3 separate regions of the Mus musculus genome follow, and regions 2 and 3 are each linked to region 1. Evidence: chromatin contacts called from public ChIA-PET and promoter capture Hi-C data. All regions are on one chromosome and are shown on one strand. The core of a region is the stretch at or near the end of the contact, and the rest is flanking DNA. Distances in the headings are between cores, read along the strand shown.

Region 1 (4,208 bases), core at 749-3,248:
GGCCTCGGCTCATTTTCTAGCACCAGCTCCAACTGGATCCTCTGGCCTCTAGGGACATCTGTACTGAGGTACAAACACACACTGTCAGAGAGGGTTAACTCAAGAGTTAACTCACATTCTGAAGACAGGAAGTAACTAATAAATTAAAAGCCACTAGATGCCTCATGTGCAGTCAGTCTAGCATCTCTCTTCCTAGGTAGCTTGGCACAAGTCAGTTCCTGTCTATCGCATATTCTCCTGTTTTAATATCTGCCACTAGAGTAATGTTAGGTGATGTTTACAAGATACATTGTTAAAATTACTTGGAAGAAAGTTTTCATAAACTCAAAGTTCAGTAGTATGATTATGTTTTAAGTGTAAATCTTTGCTGTGTGCAGAATGCGAAAGTAAGCCTTTTTTCAGACTCCCTGTCACTAAAAAAAAAAAAAAAGTAGTACTTCTTCAGGCCAGAGATGGCCCAGCAGGCAAAGGCATGACTGGAGTTTCAGGTGCAGGACCCTAATAGGAGTAGAGAACTGACTCGAAAGCTGTCCCCTGACCTCCAAAAGCACTCGGTGTACTACCCTGTACACCCCTCTCCATACAAATGTAATTAAAAGTGTTCTCCTAAAAGTGAAAAAGAATCGTCACCAATTCATTTAACAAGAGTTTGCTGAAGGGCTGGAGAAATGGCTCTGCGGCTAAGAGGACTTGCTGCTCTGAGTAACTGGGTTCAGTTTCCAGCCCATGGACGGTGGCTCACTTCTTGCTCTAGTTCCAGGGGATCCAATGCCTAATGCCCTCTTACTACTACCTCCAAGAGCACTGTATGAACGCAGCACATATGCACACACGCAGGCAAACACTTAAATACACATATAAACAGGCAAATCTTTAAAAACACCAAATGCTGGCTGAAGATGTGCTATGTACTAAAGACTGATCCAAAAAAAATGGAGGTATCAGAGTGAGTATCCTGCACAATGTAGGGCGAACAGTCAGAAAGACAAACAATACACACTTCCCAAGACCTTTAAGGTGAGCTACTGATTTGAGGAAAAAGCATTCGAGTCAGCAGAAAGAGAAGGAAAGCCAACATACAGAGCGACAGAGGAACAAGGGGTCTTGTAATGCTGGAATGGGCAAGGAAAAAAAATTACATATGAGCAGAAAATAGAATCTGGGCAGTGTTAAGTAGAGAAACCTTGTTAGTGATTTTTACAAGGTTGACGTTAATACAGGCAAGGAATCTAGACAGCTAACTTAACGTCTTTTTTTTTTTTTGCTTCTTTTAAGAATCTGAAATTAAACCAGGGCCGAGGAAGAACAGCAACAACAAAATGGGTCACACTTGAAATTGCACAAGGGACACCGGCTCAGGTATGACAGCTGAACATTCCCCGCCACCACGGTTTCCTGTGATGTCCGTGGCTCTAAGCAGAGGGGGAAGCCACAACTTCCCAACAGAATGACGGGACCAGTCCGACGAACTTGGGAAAAGTCTTTATTTGCCGTGTTAAGCACCATGTGTTTAACCCCGCACCGAACCCAGTGAAGCAGGTGGGGCCGGTGTCTCCCCATCTTAGAGATGAGGGGTCTGAGAGCGACCGCAGGGGCATGATCTAGAGTGGGCTTCACTGAGCCTGAGGTGGGTCGGGCTCGAACTTGCGGGCGACCCTTCGCCCGGCATTCCCGGCTCCCCCGAGAGCCCCGGCCGCACCGCCGACCCTGGCGCTGACTGCGGAGGGCGGCGGCGCCGCACAGGGCCTTGGGGGCTCCAGGAAGGAGCCAACTGCGACCCGGGAGCGCCCTCCTCGCGGAGCCCACCGATCCTCCCCAGCCCGCATTCCGGAACCTCGTTCGAGCCCAACGACCCACTCACAATTCCTTAATCAGCACCATCTTCCGGGAACCCCTCACAGCCGCCGCCGCCAGCCGCCACCGCCGGGCCTCGCAACACGCAAGCGTAGCCCCGCCTCCCAATCGTCCGAGCCCCGGGAGCGCCTGCGCGTCCGCGCCCTTCCGCCGCCGGCCATTGCGTCAGCGCGCCTGGGGGAGCTGACTCCGCCCAGTCCACGCCCCGCTCACGGAGCACGAGGCCTCCACTGCGGCTGCGTGGCCCCTTGGCGCGCTGGTGAGCCTTGGAGCGCGCCTGCGTACTCTCGGCGAGCAGTGGGGCAGCAAGCGCGGCGTCCTCCTGCCAGCGTTAGTCTCTCACGGCGCTGTGCAGCCTATGGTTTCCAGTGAGTTCTCCAGTCGGGACCCTAAACGACGTTGAGTTCGCACAGGTGTGGGAGCCGAGGACGACCTCAGGTTTAGCAGGAGCGTGTTCTAGAAACCCAGACAGACCGGTGTTAAAATCCTGATGTGTTCGCCCCTTGTCCTAACTAACCTTTTTAAGGGTACATCTATCTGGTTTGCCTGTATTGTGTCTGCTCCCTGTGTGTCTCATGCATACTGAGGTTCACGTGTAACTGGAGATGCAGACAGTTGTGAAATGCCATGTGAGTGCTGGGAACCAAACCTGGGTCCTCTGCAAGAACCCCCAGTGTTCTTAACAACTGAGCCCCTGTCCAAACATTGAATCCTCAACAAAAGCAATTTTGCATGAGACAGACCCAGACCCAGTTGGGTAGACTAATTCTAGACGAATTCTACGTGTCTAAGGCATTGGTTTTTCATTATGTGCTTTCGGGGCAAAGAACTCACTACAGGAAGAATGAAAGTTAAATTTTACTAAGACCAATCAGAAGCCCGTCCCAACACGGGCTTTAAGCACTAGTTGACCTAACAACTTTGATAAAACAATTTTGAAACAGTGACTAAGTACTGCTCTTGGACTGCCCTCTGCTTCCTCACTCACTGAACTTAGTAACTTGGGATTCAAGGACCTTTTAGTGGGATTCCTAGGGAGCTGGATAGCTGCAGGAATAATCTTCTTTGTGTCAACGGGCATTTTAGGTAAATTTGATTTCTCTATACTTTGTGTCAAACCATATTTTTTCCCTCATCGAATGATCTTGAAAATATTTTCATAAAAACTAGAAATAGTCTCAAGAATATTCTTCCCCTCTCTAGTGATTGATTTATTTATATTTTATGTACATTGGTGTTTTACCTGCATGTATACCTGGATGAGGTCAGATCCCCTGGAACTGGAGTTTCAAACAGTTGTGAGCTGCCACGTCGTGGGTGCTGGGAATTGAACCCAGATACTCTAGAAGAACCACCAGTGCTCTTAACTGCTGAGCCATCTCTCCAACCCCAGTCCCAAGTGTTCCTTAATTTTGTTAGATATCAGAGCATAGGTCAGTTGTCCCGATTTGGGAAACTGGGTTGGACTTTGAAGATGAAGCCCTGGACCTGAATCCTGGCTGGTTGACTTCAAGAAATCTGGAATAAAGAATCTTGTAGAGACTTAATTTATACAACCAAAGATAGGTGACTGTTTAGAGAATAAAAAGTAGGAAGGGACTGAAAATGTAGCTCAGTTTATAGAGTACTTGCCTAATGTCCTAGCAGTGAGTTCAGTCCTTTTGATTTTTTTGAGGCAGGGTTTCTCTGTATAGCTCTGGCTGTCCTGGAACTCACTCTGTAGACAGAGCTGGCCTCGAACTCAAAAATCCGCCTGCCTCTGCCTCTGCCTCTGCCTCTGCCTCCCAAGTGCTAGGATTAAAGGCGTGTGCCACCCCGCCCAGCTTGAGTTCAGTCTTAAACACCACAAAAAAGCCAAAATTACATGAAGCACCTATACATATCACATGGTAATAGAAGGTTTTTGAATGAAAACCATATAAAAACTATCAGGGATCAGCAACAGTAAATTAAAAAGGAAAGCCAAAGAGAGGTTGAAGAGATGACTACTCTTGCAGAAGACTAGGAAGCCACCTGTAACTCCACTTCCAGGAAATAATACACATAACTTTTTTAATTTCATATAGTTCTTAAAATTGATATATAATAATAACTTCATTTCTCCCCTCCCTCTCCTACACTCCCATGTCTGACCACATTCTTCTCTCCCAAACTCAAGGTCTTTTATCACTATTATTACATATAAATGAATGAGCATATAAACACAAAGCATTTTTTTTGGCCGGGCGTGGTGGTGCACACCTTTAATCCCAGCACTTGGGAGGTAGAGGCAAACTGATCTCTGAGTTCAAGGCCAGCCTGGTCTACACAGAAACCCTGTCTAGAAAAACCAAACACATACCTATACATCATAA
Region 2 (4,208 bases), core at 748-3,247, 320 kb after region 1:
TCAGGAAATATGATATGCACACACAGACGCAACAGCAGTGCTTTATACAAGGTTTGGATATTTGGATAGGATGGTCTTTTGATTCAGTGTAAGATTGAGATAGGCATACTTAATAACCCATTTAACGGCTTCGCTCTCTGATCACATTTTTTAGAGCTGTAGTCATTTTACAGCAAATAAAAATTATGGTTGTAGCAAGGCACAGACAGCAATATCTTGAGCTAGATATTTGGCAGTGTTGGATACTTCGTGGCTCACACACACAGTGCATGTATAGGACTTGGTGACAAGTTCTGTAATATTTTTTTTAGTTCTCACATAGAGAAGGCATTTCTATTGGCTCTAAATGGCCAGAAGACCACCCTTCTGGTGACAGTTCCTCCATTATTTCTTCTGATCTGCCTCACAATATAACATAGAGTGTGTCTTCAGAATGTGGCGGAAGAAGAAGAACAATTGTTAAATTACACAGCTACAAACTGAAGATGAGATCTCTCTCAGAACCAAGTCTTAGTGCCCTCACCACTCTCACAGGAGCTGGAAGAACAGCACTCTTGAGAACCAGATCAACCCAGGAAGTTGTACAAGACTTACAAGTTTTCCGTCTAAACGAGTGCATTAGAAAGCAATAGTCCTGCAACAAACACAGGAGGACCACAGGCTTTCCAAAAAGAGGTGGGATGAGATGATACCTGGAAGACAGTCCTGGGTCACAGCAACAGCTATGGTGTCATTCTCATGGCCCACAACACTATTAGTGATAGCCATGACCATAAAGGCATGAAGATAACAGAGGAAAACAGTAATTCACCAGTCCTAGCAGGAGTGTGGCATGTGCCTGAAATGCTGAAGGCCACGAGGTTATGATCAACTGGTGCTACACAGCAAGAGCCTGCTTCAAAAACACTAAAGCACACACCCACACATACAATCACACACACACCACCAAGAACAACAAGCCACAATCTCAAATCACTACACACTCAGTGGTATACAGGCTATACAAATGTACTACCTAAATCATTAAAAAAATATATATAATAAATAACCAAAACCCATCATTCTTGCTGAGTCTGAAACCAAGACCACAGCATCATGACATACAGATTTCAGAACCCTGACTTCTCAAAGCTCTGGATGAAAATTTCCTAAGACAAAGAAAAGCCTTATATAAGAATTATTTCAAAGTAAGTATTTTAAAGCATTGTCATTCAGGATCAGCATAACCCAACAGTCTCCTGGGATCCGGGATTTGAGAGTAAGGAGGAGTATTCTGGGGCGGGATGGCACATCACTAATCCACCCCACTCTACTCTGAGAGGGGAGCTGTGACTGTGTAGGTTCTCCAAATAAAAACACAAAAAGGCCTTTAGATCTCTCAAGAGTTGCTCGACGGAGATGAACGGATGCTATGCAAACTGGAACCAGCGTCTGAGTGCAGCCTTGGTTATTAACACTTGGTCTCTGGTCCCTAAGCGTCTGAGTGCAGCCTGGTCACTAGGTCGGCCCCACCCACCCCTACCCTGTGCAGCTGCTGTTTCCCAGATCATCCTCTACTGTTTCAGGGTGGGAGGGAACCATTGTTTTCCACCAAGTTTGAAACATGTTGGATGTCTTCTGCTTCCTAGATCTCAGAAACTCCTCAACAGGGCTTTGCAGCTTCCGGGCAGCTCCAAGGTGAGGAGTGGCAGTCTCTCCCCACCACAGGTATGCCAGGAGTTGGCCAGCTCCGTTCTGGACTCTCTTCTCCTTCCTTCTTCAGAGCCCACCCGCAAGCAGCCCTGTTCCTCCGTTCTTCCGTTATTACTATTCCACTAATTTCAAGGGTTTAGCGTGTTCTGTGCTTTTCTGTAATTTTTCTTTCTGCATTTGGGGCTGGTGGTGCAAGTGAACTGCAAACAGACTGTAAAACAGCAGCAGGCAGACGTTCCCCACATTAAACACTTGAGCTAAGCCACTGCCTGGGCGCTTCTCAAACGTGATGACACAGGCTGCAAGGCTTGGCTTGGAGAGACCAAGCAGCAGCTCCAGCAGGGCCTTGGGAATGACCTGCCCCGCCCAATACATACAGGCCTTAAAACCAGAGTGTTCCTGGCCACCTGAGGGCAGAACAATGTAAACTAGATTTTATCATCATGGAGCTGGAATGCTTCGATGCTTCGATGAGCAGACTTAATCGATATGACAAGTAGCCTGGACGGCAGCGGCCACGTGGGTTAAAAAAGGAGAATCGTATTCTTTACATGAAAACTTACTTTAAAATCATAACGCAGGAAGGGTGTGCTACATTTCAAATAACTCATCTCAAGATTACTTAAAATGATAAGGAAGCAAATCTGCATTTTTTAAACGATTTAAGTTGAGAATTAAGAGAAAAAGTGATAAGCTGGCTGTCCCCCGCCACTGCCATAAGCTGTGGTTTGTGTCAATGAACAAAGACAAAATAAAGAAGATTCCTTGCTTTGGGCTGTTCAGAAGTGCAGTATAATAACTGACAGTGAGATTCAACTGAGAGAGAGGTGGGCTATCTTTATGCTCTTGGCAGGTGTTATAAACAATGAGGAGCAGAACCTCTGACTAATTCAAACTCAGACCCTTCCCTCTAATTCACTAGGAAACCTAGACACGTGTCAAAGCTCAAGTGAGCTTAAACATCTTCTTATTTTCCCCTGACACGGTCGACCTCTGGCATGTCCCATTGTCATGTGACGTCACGTGCTTCCAGCATTACTGATTCTCTCCCAAGTAAAGTGAGGACATGAGAGAACAAGGGCAACCTCCAGCTTGCTCCTGGTGGTTGGAATTCACAGCAGGAAATGACCTTTTAGAAGCAAGTACCCTGCACAGATGCAACTCTGCTCTCTAGAGAGCAGCAGTAAATCTGCACTTGTCAGGCTGTAGCCGGGGAATGGCCACAGGAAGGGATATTGGAAACATCTGGGAGCTAAGCACACCCCTCGAAGACAACGAGGCAAGGTGGAGGGTGTGGGAAGATGAATGTGTTAGTCTCCAGGCTGGGAGGACGGCGCAGAGTTCAGGACTGAGAATCACAGCAGAGAGACCTGCGGCAGGAGAAGCATTCTCCGAGGAGACAGGCAACCTCTGCAGAACCATATCCTTCAGGGATGAAGGGCAACACAGACAGTCAGTAAGGAGCAGCAGAAGCATACAAATGGGTGAGGACAGGCGGGAAGTCTAAGTCAGTTAGTTCCCAAGGGAAGAAAAGTGAGTGTGAGGGGATCCACACACCAAGAATGGTACTAAATTCTGTGAAGTGTCCATGAAATTCCATCGGAAGAGCTCACTGTCCAATTTTGAATAGAAACACCAGAAATACCTTCCTTAGCACTACGTGTAGATAACTATGTCAAAGCTCTAAAAGCTAATATCCACGTATGAGAGAAAACAGTAAGGGGGGCTGTAAGGGGGAGTAGAATGTGGGGGGTGCTAAAAGGGGGATAGAATGTAGGGGGTATAAGAGAAAAACATTGGGATAACAGCAAGAAGGATTGAGTGCAATGTGGAATGGGAAGGCAGGGTGAGGAAGGGGTATGGAGAGCGATACTGAACACTAAAGACCTTTTCAAAAAACCACATGAAACCTGTTACTATAGAAGCTTCCTAAAATATACACACATACACAGCTTAAATGGAATTACCCTGTAGCAGCAGTGAACAATGACCCTCCTAGATACCACAGGCTATCAAGGAAAAAACCCAGTATCGTCAACAGTTTAGCTCTTTTGGAGTTGTCAGTCAGTGGGGCCCCATAGACCTCCTAGCGTTAAAGGCTACTGCCATTATTCTGGGCTAGTCTCCAGAACTTGATGGTAAAATCCTACTGCCAAAGACATCACATCCATGAGTCATAAAACGTGGAGAAATCAAGCTGGCACCAACCTGGAACCTTCACCCCTACCGGCTGGCCACTTTTGTACAGTGGGAAGATGCTCCACATGCTGCCAGAGGGGGAAAGCAGTCACGAGCGATGAGTACTGTCAAGTATGAGAGTGACTGTGACGAGCCTGGCAAGACACACCTACTGTTGCAATAATGGCACAGACGTATGAGGCGACCAACCACATTCTGTCTGGATTTAAGAACCATTCCACAAGACAAAAGCCATGTTTGGCACTGCTGGTGGTGTCAAGAACCCTTGTCTAGAGACATGATAGGCCCTCAGAAATAATCTACTACTACTATTCTGC
Region 3 (4,208 bases), core at 610-3,109, 270 kb after region 1:
TTCCAAGGTGGGTGTAAAAGCTGCTTCTAATTATTTAAAGAATTTAACACACTATCCTAGAATAACGAAGAATATCTGTTGCAATATTAATTGCATTACATTAAAGGTAACCATGTACGTGTGTATCTTCTGCTATGCTTTAGTTAAAGACACCATAACTTACAATAGCCATGCATGCCACTCCTTTAAAGTCCCTCCTTCCTCACTGTTGGCATCTGGTTTATGCCTATGACAGCCCGTACTTGCATTACCTGTACCTTTGATGACACTCGAGCAGCCTAGAGTGACATCTCCCAGTATGGCTCAGAAGCCACCTCCATGTTGAGCCTTAAGGAAGGGACACTGGCCATGGCGGAAGTAAGGATGCACACGCGAGTGACACAAGGACTCTCAGGCCAAGATTCTTTTAAAATATGCTTGAAAAGGGTGACATGGAAAACCAAAAAGACCATGCAAAAACCTTTCAGCTGATACTTAGCTGGGCCCAAGAACCTGCAAGCATCAAGGAGCCTGTAGGGTTGCCCTGGCACGCTGGAAATACATCAGAAAATAACAGACTTCTGATTGCTCATTAGAGGTTTAAACTGTTATAACTGTCACTTGGGTGTTCCATTGATTCCCCAATACCAATAATTACTTGATAATCACACAAATTCTGTTTTTAAAATAATTTTGTTTGCTTCTTTCACGTGAGTGTTTTTCTGCAAGTCTGTGTATATACCACATGCATGCCTGATACCCACAGAGGCTTGAAGAGGGTGTCATCTCCTGGAACTGGAGTTGCAGCAGTAGTGAGTCGCCATGTGGGTCCTGGGAATTGAACCTGGGACCTCTGGAAGAACTCCCAGTGCTCTCAACCACTGAGCCATCGCTCCAGTCCCTGTCCTAATTATATGCCACACGCCAAAGCAGTCTGGCACAGGGGTAGGGAATTTCACAGTGGCAAGGGAATATGGCCCCCCTGACCTCTCTTCCTCTCATCCCAAAGCTGCTGCCCTGACTCCAGGCTCGGAAGCAGCTAGAGAGCAGGTCACTCGTCTATAAACTAGGGGGGGAGGGAGAATAACAAAGGAAGGCTGACATGTAACACCTCCCTGCATCAGCACCAGTTGTATCCAATATATTCCCTGAATGTACCTGAAGCGCACAGAAACTAATGGGTTGGGGAAGGAGCCTCCCAAGACTGACCCGCCTACAGCATCTCCTCGACCACACTCCCTGAGCAGCAGGCCTAGGTGCAGACTCTTTTCTGACATGAAGTCCCCTCATCCTCCCCAAAGCCGGCCACCTCACTGACTCAAGTTTTAGTCAGCGTGGTTTAGTCATAATACCTTTCTGTATCAAAATAAATAACTCTAACCAGCTGGTCTTAATATTGTAGGAACTAAAATTAAAAAAGAAAAACCCACAAAAGCCACAAATATTTGGAACCACGAAGGAAAATGTCAAGCTATAGCCAATAAAGCTCTAGTTAGCAGAATTTTCAAAGGTAGGTCCCAAACTAAAACCTCACGGGATGGAAGAAAAAAAAATGTCGCTGCCAAAATGTTATTACTCAACCCCTAAAGTCCCTTTGCAGCACATGGGGCTATCGAGTGCTTGTGCCAGGTCTTTCTCCTTCCCAAGCCACCCTATCCTCAGAAGCACAAGAGGCTGGCGGCCACTGGGCCTGCAATGACCTTTTATGGCTCTGCTGTGCCTAAGGCAAAGCTACTTTGAGAGTTTGGCAAAGAAACTCATTTTCGGTTGTTTTTTATTTTTAAGAGGAAACATCATCACAAAAGCATGACTGTCTGGTTTCAAAAACAAGGAAGGCTTCTCAGGGAACTAACACAGCCTCTTCTTCAAACACATCCGCTCTATAGAAACCAGAACCCCAAACCCAGACAGGAACCACGAAACCACAGGTTTTAAGGTCTACAGAAGTTACACAGTCTCTCCTCTTCATCTCAAACAAGATCATATATTCTAATGTTTAAAACAAACGTGAACTCATTCAATATTAAAACCTTCCTTAGAAAAAGGTTGCCATTCAGAGGCTAATTATTTCTCACAGGTGTCTAGGTCCTTATTTAATCTTCAGGGTGGGAGCTGGTAGTCACGTGATTTGTATTCGTGGGGGTGGGGGAAAGGACAGCAAATGTCAGGGATGACCTCAGACAGGCTGTGGCCTGCGATCTCATTTAATCTCTAGAACTCTCTGGGAAGCAGCTAGCAGTAGCCCTTCCACACAACAGAACATGAGGTTCAGAGGAGCAAGCTCAGGGCATCCGGTCTCTGCACAGTGTTTTATACTTCAGCATTCTTCCTGTGGGCACACCACAGACTTGTCCAGATTGAGTGCTGGCATTTTGTGGCACCCCTGCCCTCATGCGTCCTGCCAGAATCGGGACACAACTCAAACGACTGTGGAGGAAGGCATGGCCTGCTCCACATTCGTCTGAACACTGAAGCTACTTTCTGCTTACTAGAAATGGGAGGGGGGGTAGGATCGACAGCAGCTACACACTCTCGCCAGATTTTGCAAACAGGAGATCCAAGCGGGCTGACAGTGGGCCATGGCTGCCACCTGCTATGGCAGGAAGCTGACAGCAAGAACTTGCATGCCATCCTTTGTGTACCGGGAGCACTTCTGAGCAGTCTGTTAACACACAAAGTAGGAGGGAGCACCGGTCACCAGGGCAACGGGAGGAAGGAGAGGAAAAGGAGGAAGCAAAGATGCTGGGAACGATAAGCAAGAGGTGAGGTTCGAGAGGTGAGGGGACACGCACACAAGCACACTGCGTGGCACGGTAGTAAAGGAGAAAAAGAAAAACAGAAACGAGCCAGATGAGGAACAGGGGAGTGAAAACACGGCAGGTGGCCGGGACAGAAGGTGAAGGAAACGCTGGTGAGAGCGACTGCTGCTTCCTATTCAGTCCAAGGGCCTCCTCCACTCAGGGAGCACCCCAGGCATGAAAAACGGCACCCATGGACACTGAGCCACGATGTAGATGTATACCACACCTCGAGCGCCACACACGCTCACCGACCTCTCTCCAACCCACCCAGGGCAGGTGAGGACCAATCAGAAGAAAAGCAGCACTCTCAGCATCTTCCCTCAGACCACCAGATTGCTATCAATCAATCAAAACCAAATTCACACTCCACTCATCAGCAACACACAGGAGACAGACAGACATCTCCCCATCACTCCAGAGCCCTGTAAATCTGTACCTTGGCCAGATCTGTACTCTACCTAATGCTTGAGATTGTGACTGGTGGTTACCCTGAAGGGAAAATGCTTTACAGAAAACAGCCATTATTCTGGAAGACAATAGGAGTGACACCCCAAACCCACAGACATGTCTTAACTGGGTACAGTGGCTCTCGGGGCCTTCTCTGTGCTGTTCAGCCTTGAAAGGCAAGGTGTGGCTGAGAGGCTGGGGGGCAGCTGCTGTTCTGGACTTTCAGGACATTAGTGCAAGCCCACTTAGAAGGCCTCCCAAGGTTAACTCTGTAAAGGCCACAGAGTTTTCCAAGTCTATTGTGTGGAGAAATGGAGCTTTGGACATCCTTAGAGTGAGCTCTCACCTGAGAGGAGGTGAGACGTTCCTGTAGCCGTAATAATTGACTCCCTCACAGTTGAATCAGAAGAAGACAGGCTCCCCCACAGTAGGTGGACCCCACTATTAGAGGGCTGGTTTGCAAACACTCAGACTTTTCACTCACAACCAGATGCTACTTGAGAGGTACAGACCACCGCCAACCGATCAGTGGCTTCTGATCCCACACTCCCCAGTCAAATGAATACAGAAAAGCAAAATGTCAACCTCTTCAAACATGTCAAGTGGAAGTCAAAGTGACAAGCTGGAGGACGGGGGTGGCAGTGTCTCTCCTGTGTGATTCTCTGATGCTCACTCCTAGGAGAGGCACCCCCATGCTTTCCTGCCTGACATTTCCTCCCCAGCTCAAGCTCAAGTGGGTCCTGTGCATAATCACGGAGGAACTAAGTGCCCACAAGAATGCCTCAAGTGACACACATGGTGTGCCCTGACATGGAAAACAAGATCAGTAGTTTGCTGCTCTGTCACGTGGAAACTCTGAGTGCTGTCAGCAGATGGGAGGAGGGGCCCGGGGCTACCACAGGGTCTACTGGAGCCCTTGGAAAAGCAGAATGGAAAGCAATGAACTCTCTTCAAGTTCAACACACACACACACACACACAC

What was found. Promoter capture Hi-C pulls out the DNA fragments that hold promoters and counts their contacts. ChIA-PET counts read pairs in DNA pulled down with a chosen protein or histone mark.
Region 2: a promoter capture Hi-C map of cranial neural crest shows a contact between it and region 1, with 2.5 times the contacts expected there. The contact joins the enhancer-like site here to the promoter of Pitpnb in region 1. A contact is called at or near these places in 5 of 39 promoter capture datasets (the HPC-7 cell line, cranial neural crest, embryonic stem cells and 1 more), 2 of 484 Hi-C or Micro-C datasets (the AML12 cell line and olfactory sensory neurons), 4 of 115 datasets of contacts at active chromatin or transcription factors (bone marrow-derived macrophages and embryonic stem cells) and 1 of 9 other capture datasets (adipose tissue).
Region 3: an RNA polymerase II ChIA-PET map of memory CD8 T cells shows a contact between it and region 1, with 32 read pairs. The contact joins the enhancer-like site here to the promoter of Pitpnb in region 1. A contact is called at or near these places in 3 of 39 promoter capture datasets (cranial neural crest, embryonic stem cells and hippocampal neurons), 1 of 484 Hi-C or Micro-C datasets (CD4 T cells) and 2 of 115 datasets of contacts at active chromatin or transcription factors (bone marrow-derived macrophages and memory CD8 T cells).

What each region holds. Positions count from the first base shown.
Region 1 is chr5:111,328,487-111,332,694 of GRCm38.p6, reverse strand. Pitpnb (phosphatidylinositol transfer protein, beta) reads right to left here and starts at 1,998. Exons shown (of 12, transcript NM_019640.5): 1 at 1,862-1,998. The coding sequence starts at 1,881.
Region 2 is chr5:111,010,085-111,014,292 of GRCm38.p6, reverse strand. All of the region lies in intron 2 of Ttc28 (tetratricopeptide repeat domain 28), which reads right to left. Among named protein-coding and RNA genes, the nearest start is that of Mir701, 8.0 kb to the right of the region's middle. Within about 2 kb of position 1,997, at least 37 of the 459 cell types and tissues checked have an H3K27ac peak or open chromatin away from gene starts, as enhancers often do.
Region 3 is chr5:111,057,157-111,061,364 of GRCm38.p6, reverse strand. All of the region lies in intron 2 of Ttc28 (tetratricopeptide repeat domain 28), which reads right to left. Among named protein-coding and RNA genes, the nearest start is that of Mir701, 55 kb to the right of the region's middle. Within about 2 kb of position 1,859, at least 132 of the 459 cell types and tissues checked have an H3K27ac peak or open chromatin away from gene starts, as enhancers often do. A contact at or near this core is called in bone marrow-derived macrophages and memory CD8 T cells, where this site is marked.